Linked DNA regions of Rattus norvegicus: region 1 is linked to region 2. Evidence: chromatin contacts called from public Hi-C data. All regions are on one chromosome and are shown on one strand. The core of a region is the stretch at or near the end of the contact, and the rest is flanking DNA. Distances in the headings are between cores, read along the strand shown.

The links. A called contact is a pair of places that touch in the nucleus more often than the background predicts.
Region 1: a contact with region 2 is called in a Hi-C map of Schwann cells, with 4 times the contacts expected there. The contact joins the promoter of Rasd2 here to the enhancer-like site in region 2. A contact is called at or near these places in 11 of 12 Hi-C or Micro-C datasets (the A7r5 cell line, Schwann cells, frontal cortex and 6 more).

What each region holds. Positions count from the first base shown.
Region 1 is chr19:13,597,729-13,603,336 of GRCr8, reverse strand. It overlaps Rasd2 (RASD family, member 2), which reads right to left and starts at 3,309. Exons shown (of 3, transcript NM_133568.2): 1 at 2,468-3,309.
Region 2 is chr19:13,512,179-13,517,745 of GRCr8, reverse strand. No RefSeq gene overlaps it. Among named protein-coding and RNA genes, the nearest start is that of Mcm5, 26 kb to the right of the region's middle. Within about 2 kb of position 1,730, at least 9 of the 93 cell types and tissues checked have an H3K27ac peak or open chromatin away from gene starts, as enhancers often do. A contact at or near this core is called in prefrontal cortex, where this site is marked.

The sequences.
Region 1 (5,608 bases), core at 2,060-4,559, 84 kb before region 2:
AGGGCAAGGAATGAACCAGCAGTCCCAGAGATGCTGCCTCCGTGCCCCAGCATCTAGCCAGGCCTCCAGTGACGGAAAGGAGGGAGTCAGAGAAACAAGGCAAGAGAGTCAGAGTGCAGCAGGGAATGGGGGGGGGGAGTAAGAGACAGGAGTGAAGGAGGAGAGAAAGCAGAGGAAAACAGAACGAGGAGGACTCGTGGAGGGATGGGGCGCAGCGTGGAGTTAGAAATAAGAGCTGGAGGATCAGAGAGGGGAGGAGACAGAGGAGGAGAACCTGAGGCTTTCTCAGCTGACAGAACTAGTCTTTTCACATGGCTTCAGCCACGTGGGGCTGTGTGAGGCACCCAGATACCTGGCAGCCAGGTGACAGGGCGTCTGTGGCTCCACCCCCATAGGAGACTGAGGGAAGCCCTAAGGCCCTGTGGGCAGAGCCTCCCCTGCTGCCTGCCCATCTCCCTCCGTTTCCAGTCAGGCTAACCCCGCATTAGGGAAAGACAGAACCTAAATGCCAGAGTGGGGTTGGGAGCAGGGGAGGGAGAGGATTGGGTGAGCCTGAGGCCTGCAGAATCGTCTGCAGTTTCTCTCCTGTCGGGGATCACTTACTGAGCACTTTCTGTATGCACAGCAGTGCGACCCCAAAGCACAGACTCACGGGTGTGCATTCAGTGGGGGAACATCAGGGCCTTCCGAAACTCCACCACCCATAAGAACTGCTATGGGCAGCTGACACAGCCCACAGTGACCCGGGCAGAAAAGCACGTGTATTGTGGGAGGTGGTCCCTAGAGTGCAGGACAGACAGCGTGGGGCAGACCCTCTTTCCCAGTATTCAACCCTGGGGGTCTAGGGAGGTAAGGAATTGAATGTAAGAGGATGTAAGCAGGGTGCTGGGAGGTACCTCAAAGACAGGAGTGGGGCTGTCCCCAGAAAGAGCACTCATCATCCCCAGGAATCTGTCATACAGGGGCTGCCTTATTCCTATGAGAAGCCCTCCAGGGACAGATGGGGACTCTGGTTCTCAAAAAAGTTGAGTCCAAACAGCAGATGCCCGAATGGGAATACAAACATGGTCCTCAGCTGTAAAACCTGACCTCTCACCTATAAAAAACCACCGCCACCCTCCAGCGGCTTGAACTAGTCTTCTCCTAACCGCTCTGACTCAGTGGAGCCCCAGCTGGCACTGGGCAGGGAATGACCCTGTGAGCCATGGAAGAGTCCCTTTTCCTCTCTCCCTCCAGGCAGCTGGGGTGGGCACCCTGCCCGGGATTCTGCACACTCTTGCCAGCAAGCTCGCAGGCAGAGCAACTGTGGGCCATTCACCTTCTTCCCGCGTGTATACCCCAGTGCTTGATGGGAATTGAGCAGGTACAGATGGGTAAGAATGATTTCCTCGGGTGCACCCCAGAGCCAGGTTCGCCACACCACCACCACCACCACCACCGGCCACATCCCAAGCCTCTTAGACCAGACACACTGTAGTCCTGACTCCTCCCCAGTACTCTGCGGAGTCCCGGGGGCTTTACAAAGTCACCCTTCCCATCCTGGGGAGGTCAGGATGGCGGAGAGCAGGGGACATCTGCTTCTGAGTGATCTGATCAGCTCTGTGCCAGCCCAGAAACTCTGTGTGATCTGTGTGAAACAGAGTGATCTGGTCTGCGTCCTCAGCCCACCTCTCCGTTAAACACTGAGTAGAAACAAACCCAGTACTAACAGGTACCCAGAAGCCTTTCCAGTACAGGACTCTTTTCTTTGGGCAGTCTCTCTGAGCAGCTGTGGGCCACCAGGCTGCTCCCAGCCCAGTGGAGGACTTGTGAGGACTCCATCTTGTCCCTCTGAGGCTTAGGAGGAACCTAAATCTGAGTCTCCAAAGCGGGTCGTTAACCCTAGCCTGGCTCCCAGGAGGTCCAGGACAATCAATACCCTTCCTCATCCTTCCTAGACTGGTGGCAGGGTGGGTGGACAGGAGAGTGAGGCTCAGAGGTCCCACACACTGGCCATCTGAGTACAGGAAACCCTTGTAGCAAGGAAATTTTGCAGGAAATGCTCCGAAGCTCATTGGACTCCAGGATAGGTTAAAGGACCCCTGATCTTTCTTGATCCAGGAAGGTTCTGCAAAGGAGGTTTTATCTAGGGGAGGTAACTGCTTCTTCCTCTTTGAGCCTCAGTTTCGTCCGTTTCAAGTGGATTGGCTCTTGGTCTAAAAGAAAGCTCCCAGGGGCAAACGGAGCACACAAGAGCTCAATCAATCCACTTTCCTATGCTATGTAAGGGGCTAGCAACCACCAGATGTAGGCGAGCTGTCTAGTGAGCTTAATTCTTCTCTACGTGGGTAAAGAAAGCGTCTCAGCACGTAGAGGGTACAGTTTAAGTTTCCCTTCTCATAAAATGCCAGCGTCACCGAGCCTGCGTTCCTCTGCTGACCCACTCCACCTAGCCAGCTCCCCCGTTCCATTGGGATGTCTCCCTTACCTGGGAACAGCGGGACGGACCCCGAGCACGGCTTGGAGGGCTCCCTGGAAGCTCCTGGAGGTGTGGGGAACCGCCTGCGGCTCCCGCCGCCGAGTCTCCCGGCGTCTGCGGGGGCTCCAGGGTCACTGCGTACAGATCCTCCTGCGCGCGGCGCCCGGAGCTGGGCTGAGCGCGACAGGGCGAAGAGGCCCGCAGAGCAGGGGATGACCCATGGGTGGGCTCCGAGGGCTCGGCAGAGCCGGGGCGCTGGGCTGGCTCCGGCTCACCGCCGGCGGCCTTGCCCTGCCCTGACACGGGGGACTCCGGTTGAGCCAGGTGCACGGAGGTTTGGGAACGTTCAATTCGGGGTGTCCCCGCCTGGGGCTCCGCGCTGAGGGGGGAGGGGGCACGACTCCGGGGATGTAGAAGCGAACCCTGGAGACTCAGGGGGACCTTTGGGGGTGACGATCGGTGTGTGTCTCCAGCCTACGAACCCGCCTGGCCGCTTACGTTACCTCCTTCTCCCGCCGTGGCCGCGTGCAGGGTAGAGGGACTTGCGCGCCGGGCCGCGGCCTTCCTGGCTGCCCGAAGTCGGGCTGCTGACCCTCGCGGAAAGGACCACCGCTTGCTCCTCGCCCGACGCCGCTAGCTGCGCTCAGCGCGCGTGTGGGAAGGAGCCTTGAACGCCGCCCCGAGGCTCAGCAGCTCCAACTTCGTCCGAAGCCGCCGTCGCTCAGCACTGTGCCTCCTCTCCCCAAAGGGGGGAGAAGTTTCTTAGGGTGGGCTCCTCCCTCGTCCTCTCCCGCCAGCGAACGTGGAGTCCACCCGGGATGGCCCAAGCTCGAGCTCCGGATGCTGCACCCTACGCCTACCTCCGGCCCTAGCGCGAGCGGCGTCCTGAGCCCACCTGCCCAGCGTCGGCGCCAGGGCTCTGCCGCCTGCACCCCGCCCCCGCCACGAGCGGCCAATCAGCGGCGGGTCCCGCGGACAGGCCCCGCCCCCGCCCCACCCCGGTCTCCGAGCCGCGGCAATCCGCGGCTACGCGTGCCCGGGCGCGTGGGGCTAGGGCAGCGGAGGAGGAGGGATGTCCCGAGGCTTCGGCCACGCGCACCGTGACCGGAAGGCCGTGTAGCACGGGCCTGGGAGGCTGACACTGCGCACGCACTCGCCCGCACTCCCGCCCAGGCCGTGGGAACCGGCTCCTGACCTCTCAACATACCCGCTAGCGAACCCCCACCCCGCTCCGATGCCCACCTATGTTCGCCCAGAGCCCGGGACAGGCCGTCGCTTCCATTGTGAATGCTTGGCCTGCGGAGCACATGGGCGGCGCACGTGAAGCCACGCGGGGCCCTGAATCACCTTGGGCAGTGGATGCAGCTCAGAGTGCACTCTGTGAGGAGACCTCCCCTAGCCTCCGGTGGGACCCTAGCCTCTCCTGTCCCGGAACAGAGCCAGAGCGTACTATCCTTGGGAGCTCTTTGAACCAAGCCAGACACCAGGCGTTCTTGCTTCCACGGTTCACATATTTCTTAATGTTTTCTTTAATCCAAGACCCGCTACCCCCAACACATTTTTCAGTCTCATTAATGTCTTTGCCTTACATGGGAAGCCTGTGTCCCGGGCCATAAATAGAAGGTTAGTATAAAACAAGCCCGAAAACAAAGCAAGGCCTCTGAACTGCAGCTGGAGCCTGTCTTTATCCAGGGAGATGGGCGGGCGAGGCCTGGAAGGGGTGGAGGTTCTTGAGGCCGAAACGGACTTTTTTTTCTACTGACTTCTTTATGTGGACCAGGAAGGAGTAGGTGCTGTGTACCCTTCAATTCCAGGGCGTGGGCGTGGGGATGTCCCCTTTGTGGGACAGCCTTCTCTGGGAACTATGTGTGTCCAGGGAGGCCTGGATGAGCTCTTTGTTCCAACCCTTTCTCTCAAATGTTCCTCCCTGTACAAGCTGTAGAAGTCTCTGGACCATGCTTGGGTTATTTCTAAATGGGCATCAATACTGCCCAGTCTGTAGATTAACAAAACTATTAACATGGCCTTGGGCTTAAAACATAGGAAATGGCTTGTTCCGTCAAACCTTAAACCATCTTGATGTCCCCCAAGGGATACTGTCAGAGAGAAGAAGCAACAGGATGGGGGAGGGGCCGAGAAAAGACCAATAGTCAGCCCCTTGGGGCTGTGTTTAAAGCTCCAGCCCAGGCTTCAGTGTGGCTAAGGGACATGCCCAAGGTCACCAGTAGCAAGCAAGTGGCAAGATCCTAGCCCTGTGCCCTTTTCCAAACCAGACTTGACTTCTAGGAACTAGCTTTAGCCTGGAGAGTTTGCACCGGGCCTGATGTGCACAGAGCCTGTGAGCTTTGCAGCAGTAAGCAGGTAGAGTGGCTTCTGCTGGAAGGCTGCAGCCAGGAGGACGGGCGACCAAGCCAACTTTCCACCCTTCTCTTGGGAGTGTGGCAGGTGGCCAGCTCTGAGCTGGCACAGGAACCCAAGCCTTAGGCTTTGAGCCAAGTCCTCCACGATGAGTGGGTCACAGCCCAGTGACCAGATCCACATTGTGCTGGCAGTGCACATGTTGTTGGCTAGCCCTGGGGACCCACCTGGCCCCGCTTCAGCCTGGTTTTAAAAGTATATATATTTCAGCTAACAGGCAGGTGCACAGAAGTGTTGCACATCCAGGAACATTTCATGGAGCCATGGAACCCCACCCACATGGACCTGATTTCTTATTCTTCCCTATACTGGGGTATCTCCACTTGCTGAGGCCTCCTCCCTCCATTGACCTCCCTGAGGCTCCCTCTTTTCCCTAAACCATGACCCCTAGAACTTTTTTTTAACACATCTACATTTTAAATTTTATTTATTCTTCTCTCATACAATACATTCCAAACACAGCCTCCCCTCCCTCCATATTATTCCTCTCTCCCCAGATCCACTGCTCCTCCATTTCCCTTCAGGAAAGAGCAGACAGGCTTCCCAGTGATAGCAAATGCCACCCTTGCTCGAGGATTTTCAAGAGCTCCCATTACCTGAGATATAAAATCTAAGTCTCTCCACCTGGCCCACAAGACAAATCATATCACTCCCTGTTCCTAAATAGAAGCAGGGTGTCACTATTGCAAGCTTTGTGTGCGTGGGTCCTCACCATCACTACAACACTTTCCC
Region 2 (5,567 bases), core at 481-2,980:
CGCCCACCGTAAGGAGCTGGGCATCAGGGAGAACATTGCTTTTCAGTAGACCGTTCATAAATATGAACCCAGAGATGGCAGAATGATATTCAAGGTCAACTCCTCAGCCAACAAGCAGCCTGGAACTTGAGCTTGTAAGTCCTGCTCCGGCCTCAGGGAAGGAAGCAGAAGGGGAAGGGGAGGACAGTTGACTCTTAGGAGGCAGTGGTGAGTGTCTGAGGTCTCTGTGGCTGCACAGAAATGTCTCAGTAGCTTGAAACTGGCAAATACTCACTGTCCGTGGTTCCTGGGGAGGAGGCAGTGGTGAGTGTCTGAGGTCTCTGTGGCTGCACAGAAATGTCTCAGTAGCTTGAAACTGGAAAATACTCACTGTCCGTGGTTCCTGGGGAGGAGGCAGTGGTGAGTGTCTGAGGTCTCTGTGGCTGCACAGAAATGTCTCAGTAGCTTGAAACTGGCAAATACTCACTGTCCGTGGTTCCTGGGGATTGGCTCAGTACACCGTAGCTGGAATCTGTCTCTTTTATTAAGCTGCAGTCTCCTAGGACAGCTGGGTTGAATGAGGACTATTTCTCATCTCCCTCACACAACCCAGATCTCACTGCATAAACTAAGTCTCGCTGCTGTGCACAGAGGCACACCCCAGCATGTTCGAGATGCAGAGAGGGAGCAGGACCTTCGTGCCAGCTCTCAAGATATCTCTTCTCTTCCCCATCCCTTTCACAGTGCCCCTCCACTACCAGATTCTAATCGCTAAACAGTGGCTTACTCACAGCGAAGTATAGTGACTGGGAGGAGGGACTTCTATGGGCAGTTTAGCAGCAATCTAGACCAGAGCCAAGAAGGGGCACTGCAGGCTACAGTTGCAGGCCCAGTGCTTCAGAGAAAGGGGCAGACAAAAGGGATGGGGTGGGCCAAAGAAAAAAATACCCTCCGTTCCTTTGCACCAAATGTGCCCAGGCCTGCCTGTGCTGGTGGGAAAGCTCACGGGAAGCCTCGTTTGGCCAATCCTCCATTCCCTGCAGGCCCACCCCATGGAAAGGTAGGACTGAGACAGAATAAATGATGCAGGGGTCTCCCCCAGTGAAATGGGGGCCCGAAAGGGCAGTGTGGTATCACTCAAGAAGCTCAAAGGCTTTCATTCATTTTCTGGTTCTGGGGATTACATGTCTGAGTAAATGGCACGCCCGCTCTAGGTGTCAGCAGCCATGTGAGGGAGATGGGAAACCTCATTCAAAACAGCTTTCCTAGAGACTGCAGTCTTATAACAGCAGAGATAAAAGTCCCAGCTTGGTTATGCTCAGCCAACTCCCAGGAACCAAGGGCAATGAGTATCTGCTATTTCAAGCTACTGATCTATTTGCAACCCTGGACAGCAATCTGATACAGGGCCAAGTCTTCTCTGATACAAAGCTATCTTACAATGCCAAGAGCATGCTTGCCCCCAGTATCCACTGAATGGCACCTTCACAAGGCCCTTTCTCACAAACAAGAATGTTGGCCATCACCTGAGACACGGCCCCCAGCACTCCTTTCCCTCCCTCCTAAGTTTGACTTCCCATGCCTACCCCCACCATGCTATCTATCTCCTCGGGAAGCCCTGCCAACCATTCCTCTCCTCTCTAGACCCTTCCTGAGTCAACCACAAGAGGCCAGACAGGCTGGGCTTGAGCAAGGGACTGAGCAGATGGCCTGGGCCCAGGCTAGAGAACTGCCAGGTTTAGCACTGGAGCCTGGGGTAAGATGCTTCCAGACTCCCATGATGCTCCCTTCCCCGGCCGGCTCTGCAGCTCAGGAGCATGTCCATGTGGGGGCTGTGAATGGAACTGTCAAAACAGTACCCTGGCTCCCAGGCTGCAGGATTATATAATGCAGCCTGCCACCCCCACTCCCTGCCTGCCCCTTGGCTGCATCTCCAAGTACAGGGCCACCAGGAACCCACACCCAGAGCATTCGTGGAGTTTCATTGCCTTGGACTCACAATGTTCTTGGTGGCAATGCTGACATTCTCTCTGGATCTTTCTCTCCTGTTTTGTTCTCTATCTTTAGTGTCCAGGACACGCATGGCAGCCAGGCAAATACAGATGATTTGGTTGAACTAAAAGCGTCAGTAATACTGAGACACACCTCAGAGAAAATGACCTGTGCCCAGCATTGACACATTTAATCCTAAACTCTCACAGTATAGGTATTAGCCCCATGATATAGACTGATGAGCAGTTGAGCGCAGGCAAGCATGAATGGACAGATAGCATATTCTCTCCCTGGAAAGGCACTGTACCAGATGAAATAAAACCCATTCTTGGGCAGAATACCAGGATGTACAAGCAATAAGGAATAAATAGTTGCATTAAAAAAAAAGTTTTTAATAAAAGGGCTAGAGAGATGGCTCAGTGGTTAACACCACTGATTACTCTTCCAGAGGTCCTGAGTTCAATTCCCAGCAACCATACGGTGGCTTGAAACCATCTGTAATGGGATCCGACGCCCTGTGTGTCTGAAGACAGTGACAGTGTATTTATATACATGAAATAGCTAAATATTTTTTAAAGTTAAAAATAAAGTTAATTATTGTAACAGACTAGGGAGGAAGTCCAAAACTATTGTCAAAATCCCCATTTCTGATCATTATCAGTCAGGATAAATGAGATTAATGAGTAACAAAGAACTCACTGTCTCAGTGACATAAAACTAAGTCTTACTTGTAGGGGTGAAGACAGATTTCCATTCATGTTGTCCTTCTGAGGAACTTACCTGGAATGACTGCTTGCTGAAGAAAAGCTAGAGAAATGGTACATGAATTATTACAGGCTGTGAACCAGCCATTGGCCAGAGCTAGTCGCTGGATCACTAAGCATGCAATCTTCGTAGGCCCAGATGAAGGGACTGTGGACTCTGGGGAAAGGTGCGATTCAGGGCTCCCGTGCTGAGCTCAGAGACAGGATACCCAGGAAGCCTTCCTGACAACCAACACTCCCTTCGGATGGAGAAAGAACAGGGCCAAACTACAGTTGGGGCCTGACAGAGGGCCACCTGCTTAAGTTATGAGGCCTCAGAGAGGAGCTGCCCAGACAGAAACCACACCAACTGTACAACCGTCTCAATTAAAAACCCTCCCTTCCAGGGCAACCTCATGAACAAAGTCTGCCCGCCGCAACCCATAGCTCTTTGAATACTTAATTCTCCTCTCCTGAGGGAAAAAAGTGGATCCTCCAGGATCAGCTGTGCCTAAGATGCAGGCTCCCTAGAGGCCGGAGGAATAAAAGGGAACCAGACATGGCTCAGTCTCCAGCTGCTAGAGAGGATGTCACTCTAACAGGCCGAGTAGAGATCAAAGGGCCAGGACAGGAGAGGTGATGATCACGCAGCTCTTTGTCATGGTGCCTGATGGAACCCAAGGGCTGGGCTCTACATCCATTTGGGGCCAGGTGCCCAGGCTTTGGAAACTAAGATTCCACAAATCCATGTCAAGAGATCTGAGAAGCTAAGTCACCTCAAGAAGGAAACTAGGGGCCTCAGTACATCTGGAAAGAAGTGAGGGAGGCATGCCCATTTTATTTTCATCCAGGCATGACTACGTGTGTGCATGCATATAAACCAAGTTTTCTGTTCACCTATGTTGTTGGATTTTAACATAAATTGCTAAGATGTCTCTAAGTAGTCAGCAGACTTGGAGCTCAGATGCCCTTTGTGTGAATGCCCACTTCACTCAGTGCTGTGAACTTTGACTTCACTGTGCCTCCGTCTCCTGTCCTATGACAGGCACGCCTGTGTTCTTAGGTCCATGGTGGAGAAAACTAGCAGTGTCAGGTAACCCCAGTGTGTGGCAAAGCCTGTGATCATGTACAGGGCTGAGTTCCTGGGCCCCCTGGGGTGACTGTACAAGAGCCTTGGAATGGGTCAAATTGGGTGTACCTGGTGCTCTGTCGCCCCCTCATGGACATCCTCCTCCTAACACCCCTGACAGAGTCAAATAAGCCCTTTGAACAAATGTCCGGTTTGAAGGTTTGAAAAGCGCATAGGGTACAGCTTTAATCCCAGCGCTCAGGAAGTAAGAGGCAGACAGGTCTCTAGACAGGTCTCTAGATTTACAAAGAGAGTGCCAGGACAGCCAGGTTTAGGTTAGAAGCTGCTGAAAAAACATTAAACTAAAAAGAAAACTAAAGTGGGGGAGTCGGGTGGGGGTGGGGGTGCAAGGCTAGATGTTAGGGTCAGGTAAGAGGCTCACAGGCTGCTTTGAAGCTTCTAACCCAGGATATTGGAAATCTCTGGATGTCTCTTTAGGGATGGAGGCTCAGGGAAATCAAAGTCTCCCTGAGATGCAAAGCTTCCAAGTCCTGCTCCCCATGGGAACTAACAGTCCATTCTCCACACATGGAGTACTGGGCTCTCAACAGGACCCCCTGTTCCTGACCGCTGCTGCCTCCAGGTCACACACACACACACACACACACACACACACACACCCTATAAATGACAAACAGCCTCACCCAGACTCTGGCACTTCCTGGGAAGCAGAGGTGAAGCTTCCAATAAGCTGCTACTCTTCCCAGGCCTAGAGGCTTCCACCCATCCATGTCTCCAGGACATGACTGAGTGCCAAGGCAGGTCTGCGCAGACCTTTGCACAAGCTTCAGAAGCCAGCAACACTACAGAGGCCGAAGTCTTGCCCTGATATACACAGGGTGAGAGCTGCCTGCCATTCGGGAATTGTGGGGTAGGGGGCACTGTAGAATATGTGGGTGTCTAGTGTAGGTAGCGCTGAGCACACAATGAGTGCAGAGATCACCACTCACTCATAAGCAGGTGTTGACACACCACTGGCACATGAGTTCCAGAACATCTTGGCAGAGGAAGGCACCAGAAAGCCCTGGACCCTCCATGAAATGCTTGCCCAGAACCCTCCAAATCCTGTTCCTACACATTAGTAAAACCTTGGTTCAATGTGGCTGGAGGTTCTTGACTCCTGAGCCACTTTGCTCCCCATATTATTTGCTCTTCATGGTGTCTGACAAAAGATTAAGGCAGGAACTTTCCACTCTGTTGGCAACAGGGGCTTGCACCCCAGTCCAGCCCCCTCCCATCCCTCCTGTGCTAGCAAGAAGCCCTGTTCCCCCAACAAAATGCCAAAAAAAAAAAAAAAAAAAAAAGACACCAGCACCTCAGACCTGAACTGAGTACAAAGCTCTAAGCTTGTTATGGGACAGGTATGGGAGCACTTGTCTTTAATTCCACTAGAGGAATTACCTGCCTGTGTGTTTGTTAAAGTGGATCATCATCTAGCCTGATTGGTATCCTTTCATTATATTAACCTGTACGCACGCACGCACGCACGGAAGAACTGAGGATATGAAGACAGATACTCCAGGCCAGATTTCGGACACCAACCCTGCCAACCATACCTTGGGCTTGTAGTTTCTGTGAGAGTGCACATTTGATCTGGCAAACCACAGTGCAACTGTCCACCTTCCACCTTAAGCTATTCCCCCCATCCACAGACCCCTTCACTGGACTCTAGGGAAGGTGCTAGTACAAACACCTCATGGCTGTTCTCTTAACCTCAGCCTGAG